Regions from separate parts of the Mus musculus genome. Here region 1 is linked to region 2. A link is a contact called in public Micro-C data. All regions are on one chromosome and are shown on one strand. Each heading gives the region's core, a stretch centred on a gene start, on an enhancer-like site or on the middle of the called end of the contact. The rest is flanking DNA. Distances are from core to core; before and after follow the strand shown.

What was found. A called contact is a pair of places that touch in the nucleus more often than the background predicts.
Region 1: a Micro-C map of the G1E-ER4 cell line shows a contact between it and region 2, with 2.2 times the contacts expected there. The contact joins two enhancer-like sites. A contact is called at or near these places in 14 of 39 promoter capture datasets (the C10 cell line, the HPC-7 cell line, cranial neural crest and 8 more), 3 of 15 datasets of contacts at CTCF or cohesin (the G1E-ER4 cell line, large pre-B cells and pro-B cells), 12 of 484 Hi-C or Micro-C datasets (CD8 T cells, the G1E-ER4 cell line, the HL-1 cell line and 6 more), 8 of 115 datasets of contacts at active chromatin or transcription factors (embryonic stem cells, extraembryonic endoderm stem cells, fetal liver and 3 more) and 3 of 9 other capture datasets (adipose tissue, liver and pancreatic islet).

What each region holds. Positions count from the first base shown.
Region 1 is chr11:102,217,659-102,222,099 of GRCm38.p6, reverse strand. It overlaps Hdac5 (histone deacetylase 5), which reads left to right. Exons shown (of 27, transcript NM_010412.3): 3 at 3,613-3,684. Among named protein-coding and RNA genes, the nearest start is that of Mir8101, 10 kb to the left of the region's middle. Within about 2 kb of position 2,584, at least 213 of the 459 cell types and tissues checked have an H3K27ac peak or open chromatin away from gene starts, as enhancers often do. A contact at or near this core is called in the G1E-ER4 cell line and pancreatic islet, where this site is marked.
Region 2 is chr11:102,136,449-102,141,391 of GRCm38.p6, reverse strand. No RefSeq gene overlaps it. Among named protein-coding and RNA genes, the nearest start is that of Nags, 6.6 kb to the left of the region's middle. Within about 2 kb of position 3,106, at least 25 of the 459 cell types and tissues checked have an H3K27ac peak or open chromatin away from gene starts, as enhancers often do. A contact at or near this core is called in the G1E-ER4 cell line and pancreatic islet, where this site is marked.

The DNA of each region.
Region 1 (4,441 bases), core at 1,335-3,834, 81 kb before region 2:
CTGCCCCCTCCCTTTGGGGTGACCAGAGAAACTGGGGCATGGGTGTGGGGTGGAGCCAGGAACCTTGGCGTCCTGTCTCCCTGCCTCAGGCTCTGCTACCGAGCCCCTGGGAGGGCAGGCAGCCAGCCAGCGGAGGAGAAAGTGGGTCAGCGCTGGCCCGGGCAGGGGTCTGGGGGGGAAGACCCTTGGTCTCCTTTGTCTATAGGTGCCTTGGCTGATTGGAGTCTGCTTTCTCTTCCTCTGCTCAGCTTCCTTCCAGAGGGATTGGAGGCTCAGGACTGGCTGGTGAGGAGAGGCAGTATCAACCCAGAGAGGAAGTAGAAGATGACAAAGTGGGTGTCTATAGTCTTCCTACAGTTGGGTTTAAATGAGAAGATTCAGCCAGTAGCTAACTGTGGACCTGGGTCGTGGTGGTGTCTCGGCCATACTGACAGGTCCCAGTGTGATCAGGCTCAAAGGAAAGAACTGCAGGGGAGTAGGGTTGATGCTTGCTGGGCACCTCCTAGTCCAGGGTCTCTGGACCTTGGGCAGAAGACTTCTCTTCCCTTTTGGTAAGGGCTCCAAGCCAGCCTTTGGGCCCAGGAAATGAGATTGGGCAGAGCTGGAGGAGGCACCATTGGGCTCTTCCTTCTGCTCCAGCTTCAGAGGATTTGGAGGCCGGGGTGTAGCCTTAGAGTCGGGAGCAGAGGCACTGCTGGGAGAACAGAGCTGGTTCTGTAGCCCAAGCTGGGCTTCAACTTGCTGGTGCTGGTTCTGGATGTGTCTCGTGGACTACACCCTCAGTGAGCACTCTGGGAGATTTATAGGGTGGGACTCGGGAGCCAGGGATGGGAAGGGATGGGAAAGTAGGCAGGAGAAGGGGGCGCTATAGTAGGAAAGCCTGAGGCTAGACATTAGGAAGACCTCATTACATCATTTGCATCTTGGAAGAAGAGAGAGGCTTGTCCTTGCTCCCCCTAGACCTATCCCAGCACGTTTCCTCAGAGCTTTTTGGGAATTGCGTTGAAGATGGAGACTTGTCTTGGGAAAGAGTAGAAGTCATGATAGCGCCAGTTGTTCTCACTGAGCCCTGGCCTTTGAGTGCCTGTGTCCTCAAAAGAATTGTGAGGAATCCTCTTTACCAAGTTTAATAGCTTAAACCTGTAGTCTCAGCAGCGGAAAGGCTGAGTCAGGAGAATAGTTGTGTGTTCAAGGCTAGCCTTGGCTACAGAATAGGACTCTGTCTCAAAACAACAACAACAAAAAAGGGAGACCTCTTTTGACATCAGGCTAATCTAGGGTCTCAGGCGCTTTGCTTTCAATTTGTCCTAGCTGCTCTTCTCCCCTGAGCAGGTCTTCCTTGACTCTCTTCTGGGCCTGGGGCAGGTAAGAGTGTGCCAGGACAGGGCTAGCCAGCCCTTCTGGTTGTTCCCAGCGTGGGTGGGTGGAGCCTCGTCTGGGAGGGGCCGCTGCCCACGGCCTTCTGGGCTCCCTTGTGTCTGGCTGGGACTGTCACTGGTAGAGCCTCTGGTCTTCCCTTCTCTTCTTGAGAGACCTAGTTGATCTGGATGCAGCTGGAGGAGGGACGGTAGACAGGCAATGGTTTCCAGTACCAAGCTCCTAGATTGCACAGGTCTTCTGCCTTTCCATCTAGAATCTGTCTTGGCTGTAGCTTTAGCCTCCTCCCACTTTAGTTCCTGGTCTACCACTGGGGAACAAATCCCCGAACCCCAGCATCGGCTGCATCTCACCATGCTTGGGAAAGCTTGCCTCTACCACCACCACCCTTGTGTGTGTTTTCCAACCTGAGGGAGGAGGCCCCGGTGGAGTCCTGGCAGAAACTTGGAAGATGAGTTTCTGGAGTCACAGCCACCATGTCCTTGGTTGGACTGCTTCTCCCAGGCTCCTGACAGGAGGGTGAGGTCATCCAGTCCAGAGAGAGGACAGGTGTCCCTGGCTCTGTGCCTGGAGTGGGGGGCAAGGAGGGGCCAGGAGGGGTCCAAAATAGTAACTGTGACGTCACGAAAGGGGGAGGAGCCTACAGACCCAGGAATAACCGGTCTATTAAAAGGCTGCAGTGAGGTCAGGGGGCCAAGTGGGATCTCTCTATCAGTGGGAGGCACAACTCGGGAAGAAGGGGGGTCAACAGTAGGTGACACTGGCAGTGGCACCAGTTTTGATGGTACAGTGACCCCCATGGCCCAGGAAGGTGGAGAGCTGAGGCTACTCTGCCAGGCCAGGGTGCTAACAGCTGCTGGAGGGCCTCCAACCCCAAGTCTTCCTGTTTGGGCGCTGGAGGTCCTGTACCTGGGGCAGATGTGCATAGTCTGCCCATGAGTTATGGTGGTCAGTGCTTCAGACCTCTGGTCCCTATCACGTGAGCAGCTCTGTGAGGAGAGTGACTTCCGTCTCGCTGTACTGTACCTCGGTTTCCCCATCTTGGCCTCTTGCTGGTGGTCGTTGTTAGCACGAAGGCAATGTTTGCGGCTTGTGGTGCCCTCAGCTGGGGACGCTGCCAGGAAAGCATTGATTGAGCCGAGAATGGGCAGGTGCTGTCCAGTCCCCTGCCTGGGCTGGGCAGAGCCAACCCAGAAAAATCTCTCTGGTCCCTGGGAAGAGGCCGAGTGCCAGAGGGAGCACTGCAGAATGGGTGGGAGAGCTGCCACCCCACTGCTATTTAGGGTCTCCCTGATAGTAAAAGGCATCTCCCAGCTCTGTGGGAAGGCAGAAGTTACACAAACTCCACAGGCTGTAAGGAGGAGGTGCGAGGTTAGACCAGGTGGTTGGGTGTCTGTCACCTCTCCCTAGTCTTTCTGATTCCTGTCCTCGCTCTGCACAGAAAGGGGGAAGAGAGAAGATCCAGGCTGGCTGCTTGGTGTCCAGTCCGTTGTTTGCCCCCAGCAGTGGCCAAAGCTGACCCCAGATGCATGGGTCCTCTGCCTGCACCCTTCTCTAGTCCAGCCACTGGCCACCCAGGTCTGTGGCCTTGGCCCTGAGTGCAGGCCTCCCTTGCCCCCCTCCCCCTTGACTGGCGCTTCCTCCTGGGGTGGAACGCGCCTCCCCCCATGGGGCCTCCGCCAGGCCTGGGCTCCTGGCAGCCAGCCGGCGGCTCCCTGAGCATGCTCCACCTATTTATAGACAGGGCCCTCCCCCAACTGCTATTTCAGTCTCCTGCCAGCTGCCGGCGGCTCATTCGGGGAGGAGGAGCAGGGAGCCAAGCCCAGAGCTGTCACCGGTGGCTCTGGGAGGGAACACAGAGAGAGCCTGCCTGCCCACTGAGCTCCCCTTCCTGTCCCCTGAGCACCCAGCCATAGCCCAACTCCTGGAACCTTTGGACAGACTTTGGTCCACGCTCCTGGAGCGGAGAGCAGGCCCTTCAGCCTCATTAGCCTCCCTGCGTCTGCTGCCTCCGGAGCGCGCCCAGGCCGGATGAGGTGCCTCCTTGCCTCGTGGGTCCCAGCGGCAGTGGCCTGAGGGAGTCCTTGAGCAGCCAGCTGGCCCCGCTGACCACCTTTTCCCTCACCGGCTTCCGCCTCGGGCGGCCCCTCCCTGGCATGCTGCTGGTGCCCAAGGCACAGGGGCTTGTGGAGATGCTGCAGACCATCTATGAGACCGAGTCCTGTTTCTCAGCAGATGGCATGTCAGGCCGGGAACCATCCTTGGAAATCCTGCCACGGACTCCTCTGCACAGCATCCCTGTGGCAGGTAAGTGGCTGCGTGTCCCCACCTGCCCTCAGCTCTTGGGCATCCTGGCGCCTGGTTTGAGCACCTCACTGTGAGTCTTCCTCCATCGGGGTCCTGCTTCAGCCTTTGAGGGTTTTGTTGAACATCCGTGGACTGGAAGAGCTGTGCTTCTAAGGCAGCCTCCCTTCCTTCCTTGCCCAGGGCTGTCCTTTCACGGTGCCTCCTAGCCACCCTCCGCCTCATCCCTCCAGTGCCTCTGCCTTCAGCAGGGTCAGCCTCAGCTGCTAGGGGCTAGGGCTTCCTAGAGGATTCTGGCCTAGTTGGACCATGGTCAGAGGGGGAGGAAGTGGGTCAGTGACCTGTCTCAGGCTGCCTGCTCTCCCCACAATTGAGCAGAGGAAGAAGTTGTGCCTGGAGTACCTGCAGGAGTCAGAATCCGAGCCTCTGTGGCTTGCTTTGACCTGGTAGTGACTTTGGCAAGTTTTTGGTCAGGAGGCTTCTGAGAATGGACTCTTAGGAAGAGCCTTGTTGGGATAGGGTTGAGCAGAGACTAGCAGCTGGGGTGTTTAAGGATTTTGGCTTAGTTCCTAGTTACCTCCTAGCTCTTCCTTCCCTGGGCTGTGGTTTCTTCCCACTTTCTGAGGATAAGGGATGTGTTATTTTGACCACAGGTGGGCTTAAAGACCTCCCCCCCTAACCTCAGCTCGAGGATTCCTAGACCTGCCCACCTTCCCTGGGGGAGCTTTTTATTGATCCTTGGTAGGGGGTGGGGTCCCCC
Region 2 (4,943 bases), core at 1,857-4,356:
ATTAGAAAAAAACGAAACAAAACAAAACAAACGCTTTTGTGTATATTATGGATGGAGACACTGATACACACAGGTTTCATTTTTTTTCTAAGTGTAGTTTTCCTCCAAGCCATAAATATATAAAAAACATTTTTTTGGAGGCAGGGTGTTGATGTGTATCCCAGGCTGTTTTGAAGTGTTTGCTTGTTTGTTTGTTTGCTTGTTTTGAGGTGTTTGATACTCCTGCTTAAGCTTCACAAGTGCTGGTAAAATATTCATGTAAATTCTGAACGCAAATACCTAACACATGAGCAGTGAAAAACCAAATGAGCTTTTGGACTTAAGAATTTCAGTTTCGGGGGTTGGAGAAACGGCTCAGTGGTTAAGAGCACTGGCTGTTCTTCCAGAGGTCCTGAGTTCAATTCCCAGCAACCACATGGTGGCTCACAATCATCTGTAATGGGATCTGATGCCCTCTTCTGTGCATGTAGCTGAGCACTCATACACAAAAGTAAACAAATAAAAAATAAATCTAAAAAAAAAAAAGAATGCCAGTGCCAGGGGACTGGAGAGACAGGACAGCCGCTAAAAGCGCATACTGTGCAGGCTTCTGCATGTCCAAGGCACACATAAACTTCCTCAAGGCCTCTCATACACACATGCAAAGAACGGTTTAATCAATTTCACTTCCAAGTGTTCTACCGCTGTATTCCAGCAGGGGGTGCTAAATGCGTTGTTTTCCCCTATTACCCTGGGGTTTTGTGGAATGATAGATTATCAGAAGTGGCACTGACCTTCAGTTTTGAGACTTTTTGATGGTTAGAAGGAGGGTGGGAAGAAGAAGATGAGAAAGATGAGGATGGGGGTGGAAAGAGGAAGGAGAGAATCTGAGGATCTGGGAACTTAAGAAAAATCTGTTGTCTGGAAAACAGTAGGGAACTCCCCTGGGCACTATTTGAAACATTTGCCAGGTGTTTGCTTTCTTTTCGTTTCTTATTTGTTTTGTTTCTTTCTTTTTCCCTTTGCTTCTGTTTTGTTTTGCTTTTTGTTTTTTATTTTTTGTTTTCCTCTGTGTAGCCCTGGCTGTCCTGGAACTCACTCTGTAGACCAGGCTGGCCTCGAACTCAGAAATCCACCTGCCCCTGCCTCCCAAGTGCTGGGATTAAAGGCGTGCGCCACCGCGCCCGGCATTCCCTTTGCTTCTTTTATTTGACAGAGTCTCATGGAATCCAGTGTAGCCATGTTTGCTTCTTTTATATTTCTGTACTTGTTATGTGTTTGTGCATGCATGCCCATGAGTACCATAGCACACACAGTCAGGTTGTGCACACACAAGCCCAGCCTGGAGTCAGCTCCTTCTACCCTGCTAATCCTGGGGCTCCAACTCAGGTCTTTAGCTTGGTGGTGAGTGCCTTTAGTCACTGAACCATCTTACTTCTTACCTCCTGCCTTCACCTGCCAAAGGCTAAGACTCGGTGTGCTGAGCATTGGTGGCACAAGCCTTTAATCCCCGAACTTATGAGGCAGAGGCAGGCGGCTCTCAATGAGTATGAGGCCAGCCTGGTCTACCCAGTGAGTTCCAAGATAGCCAGGGCTACACAGAGAAACCCTGTTTAATTAAAGACTTATTTTATTTATATGAGAACTCTGTCTTCAGACACACCAGAAGTGGGCATTAGATCACATTACAGGTGGTTGTGAGCCACCATGTGGTTTCTGGGAATCGAACTCAGGACCTCTGGAAGAGCAGCCAGTGGTCTTAACCGCTGAGCCATCTCTCCAGCACCCCCTTCCCCCCGAAACCCTGTCTTGAACACGCCCTACCAAAAAATAAAAAATAAAAAAGGTTGTAAAGTGTATTGCACCTAGCTTCAGCATGGGGTACTAGGGACGAGGGCCACAGTATTTCAGGTTTGCTGGGCAAGCACAGTATCAATTCAGTCCTGTGCAATACCAGTCTTCCCACTGATTCCTTGAAGCAGGCATTATCATTAAAGAGTCCCTAGGAGGCTGGATTCAGACACATGTTGGTGAGGTGTTTTCTAGAAGGTGGTCGGAAATGAGGCCTGCCATTTAAGAGAGCGGATCTATCTGGAAAGGTCCCTGGGGTTTGACAGTTGAAGCTCACTTCATGTAACAGAGGATACACATTTAATGTGTCCCTAGAGTGGGTATCAGCTGCCACGAGGGACTGTAGAAACATGAGCCCGTGGTAGACCAGGAGTTGGAAGTATGCCAGAGTTACCCCAGGATCACTCAGAATTCATGGTTGGAACATCTCAAGCAGGAACAGTCCACAGTGTGAATACCCCAGTGACTGAGAAGAGCCCTTGAATTCACCCACTAGTGACTTCCAGAGGGCCGGGGAAGCCAGAGAGCCAGGATAGGGGAAGGGCCTCGAACAACCGTAGGCTTGGAACTCCTAAAGAAGCTATAAGTCATGGCTGAAATGTGGGGTGTGTTTGGCTGTGTGTGTTATATGTACGAGTTTGGGCACATTAGTGCTGTGGCATTTGTGTGGGGTCAGGATAACCTTGGATATTGGTTCTCACCTTCTACCTTATTTTTGAGACAATGTCTCTTGTTCAACACAGTTAGCTCCTGTGGGTAAATTCATGTATGTCTCTGTGTTACAATGTTACAGATGGTCAATTAGTGGGTGTTTCGGAAGTTTCTGTGGGAAATGAACGTGTGAAGGGAAGGCCTGCGGAGTGTCAGGGTTTATGACCATGTCCTTAAAATGAATATTCAGTGTCTGCTACTTGAGAACGCACTAAATGTATTACATGTAGTTACAAGTAGTGGCCACCAGAGGGGGACGCCGACTCGCAGCTCCGTCCGAGGACGTGGCGCTTTCTCGTTCAGGAGCGCAGTGCTGAATCCGCGGAGGGAACCCTCAAGGGGGGCTGGCGGGACCCCGGGCCACTAGTGCTCGAGCTTGCCACCCCGCCTGTATTAGGAGTCAGAGCCTAGAAGATGGAGCCCTCCTTATTATTTTTCTGGGCACCATGTCAGATCTTAGCCCAGAAGGGGACCTGAGTGATGACTTGTGTGGAGTGGGCTGCGGTGGGGTATGGTGTGGTGGCCAGGGGATGGGGCGCCCTGAAAGCAACTTGGAGAACCACTGCAGGAGTTTGGGAAGTTGGCGCTTGAGAGCAGATGGTGTAGAAACCCAAGGTGGGCCGCTGGGGTGGTTACAATAGGGTTACTTACTTTTTAAAAATAAAATACATTTTTGTTATAAAAGTAATTTAGGAAAATTCCTGGAAAACTTGAAACTTGGTTAAACAAAACTTACAGTCTACAAATGTATTGCATTTGATCTGTTTCCTTCGACGTTCTTCTTTTTATTTCATGAAATTTCTTAAAAATTGAAACAGGGTCTTGCTCTGTAGCTTGGGCTGGCCACATCCTGGCAACGCTCTTCAGTTTCTTCTTCTGCACTTTAAAACCAAGCAAGCAACGAGCAACAAAAATCCCCACATCATCTCAAGCCAGTGAGATGGCTCAGTGGGTAGAAGCCCTTGCTGCCAAATGGCTGACCAGAATACGCACAGTGGAAGCAAAGAGCCGACTTCCTCAAAATGTTCTCTGACCTCCACAGGGACTCTGTGACGTGCGCATACACTGATGCACACAAATAGATAATGTAATTAAAAGTAAAAATAAAGGGGATGGTGAGATGGCTCAATGGGTAAGAGCACTGACTGCTCTTCCAAAGGACCTGAGTTCAAATCCCAGCAACCACAGGGTGGTTCACAACCACCCATAATGAGATCTGACGCCCTCTTCTGGTGCATCTGAAAACAGCTACAGTGTACTTATTTATAATAATAAATAAATCCTTAAAAAAAAAAAGTAAAAATAAGGGCCAGGCATGGTGTTACACACCTTTAATCCCACAGCAGAGTCATGCAGATCTCTGTGAGTTCCAGGCCAGCCTGGTCTACAGAATGAGTTCTAGGACAGCCAGGGCTACACAGAGAAACCCTGTCTGGAAAACAAAACAAACAAACAAACAAAAAATCAAAAAGAAAAAAAGAAAGAAGGAAAAAAAATAAACAAATTAAAAAACAACTTGAAAACAAAGGATGAGAGGAAAAAGAGTCTTACTAGGTGGGCTTTATGGTCTAACCATGTAATCTGAGCTTTTGGCGGTAAAACCTGAAGGGTCAGGAGTTCAAGGTCACCCTTTACTATGTATTGAATTTGAGCTAGCCTGGACTACATGAGATTCTGTCTACAAATGAACAGATATTATCTTCATCTTTTTTTTTTCAGGGTCATGAACAACTGAATCAGTAGAGGCTCGGCGTGCCTGGCTGACAGCAGCAAATTCCAGCTCTTCCTCTAGTGCACCAGGCCCTCAGCCTCTCTCTGTGGTTTCTCCTGTGACTCTTGTCAAGATCTCTTCCCAAAACAGCTGGATTTTTTTTCTTATTATTTTTCCATGGTTTGACTTATTTTTCCATTTAACTGTTAAAGTAGACTTTGTTACATCTATTAATTTCCTCTACACACACACACACACACACACACACACACACACACACACACACACACACGTGCATGCCACAGAACTTGTGCAGTCAGAAGACAACTTTGCTTGTCAGCTCTCTCTTTCCTCCAAGTGGATCTTGCGGATCAAACTCAGGTCCTCAGGCATGGCATCTTGTGTGTTTACCAGCTGAGCCGTCCTGCCCCACATCTGACTCTAATCTACCTGGGTCTCCAGGCATGCTGGGTACCAAGCTGGCGTTTAATCTACCTGAATTAGTAGGGCTGGCCGTTTTGGACAGTGCCTGCTCGTCATCATCCTGCCCCATCTCTCCTGACTGATGTAGGAGCGGGGTGTAGGGTACCCACTCCTTACCCTGTCTCTTTCCTGGGACTGTTTTAGGTGATGGGCAGGTCATTGCATGGATGATCCAATAATAATGCATTGGCTTTGAAGCATGAAGGAT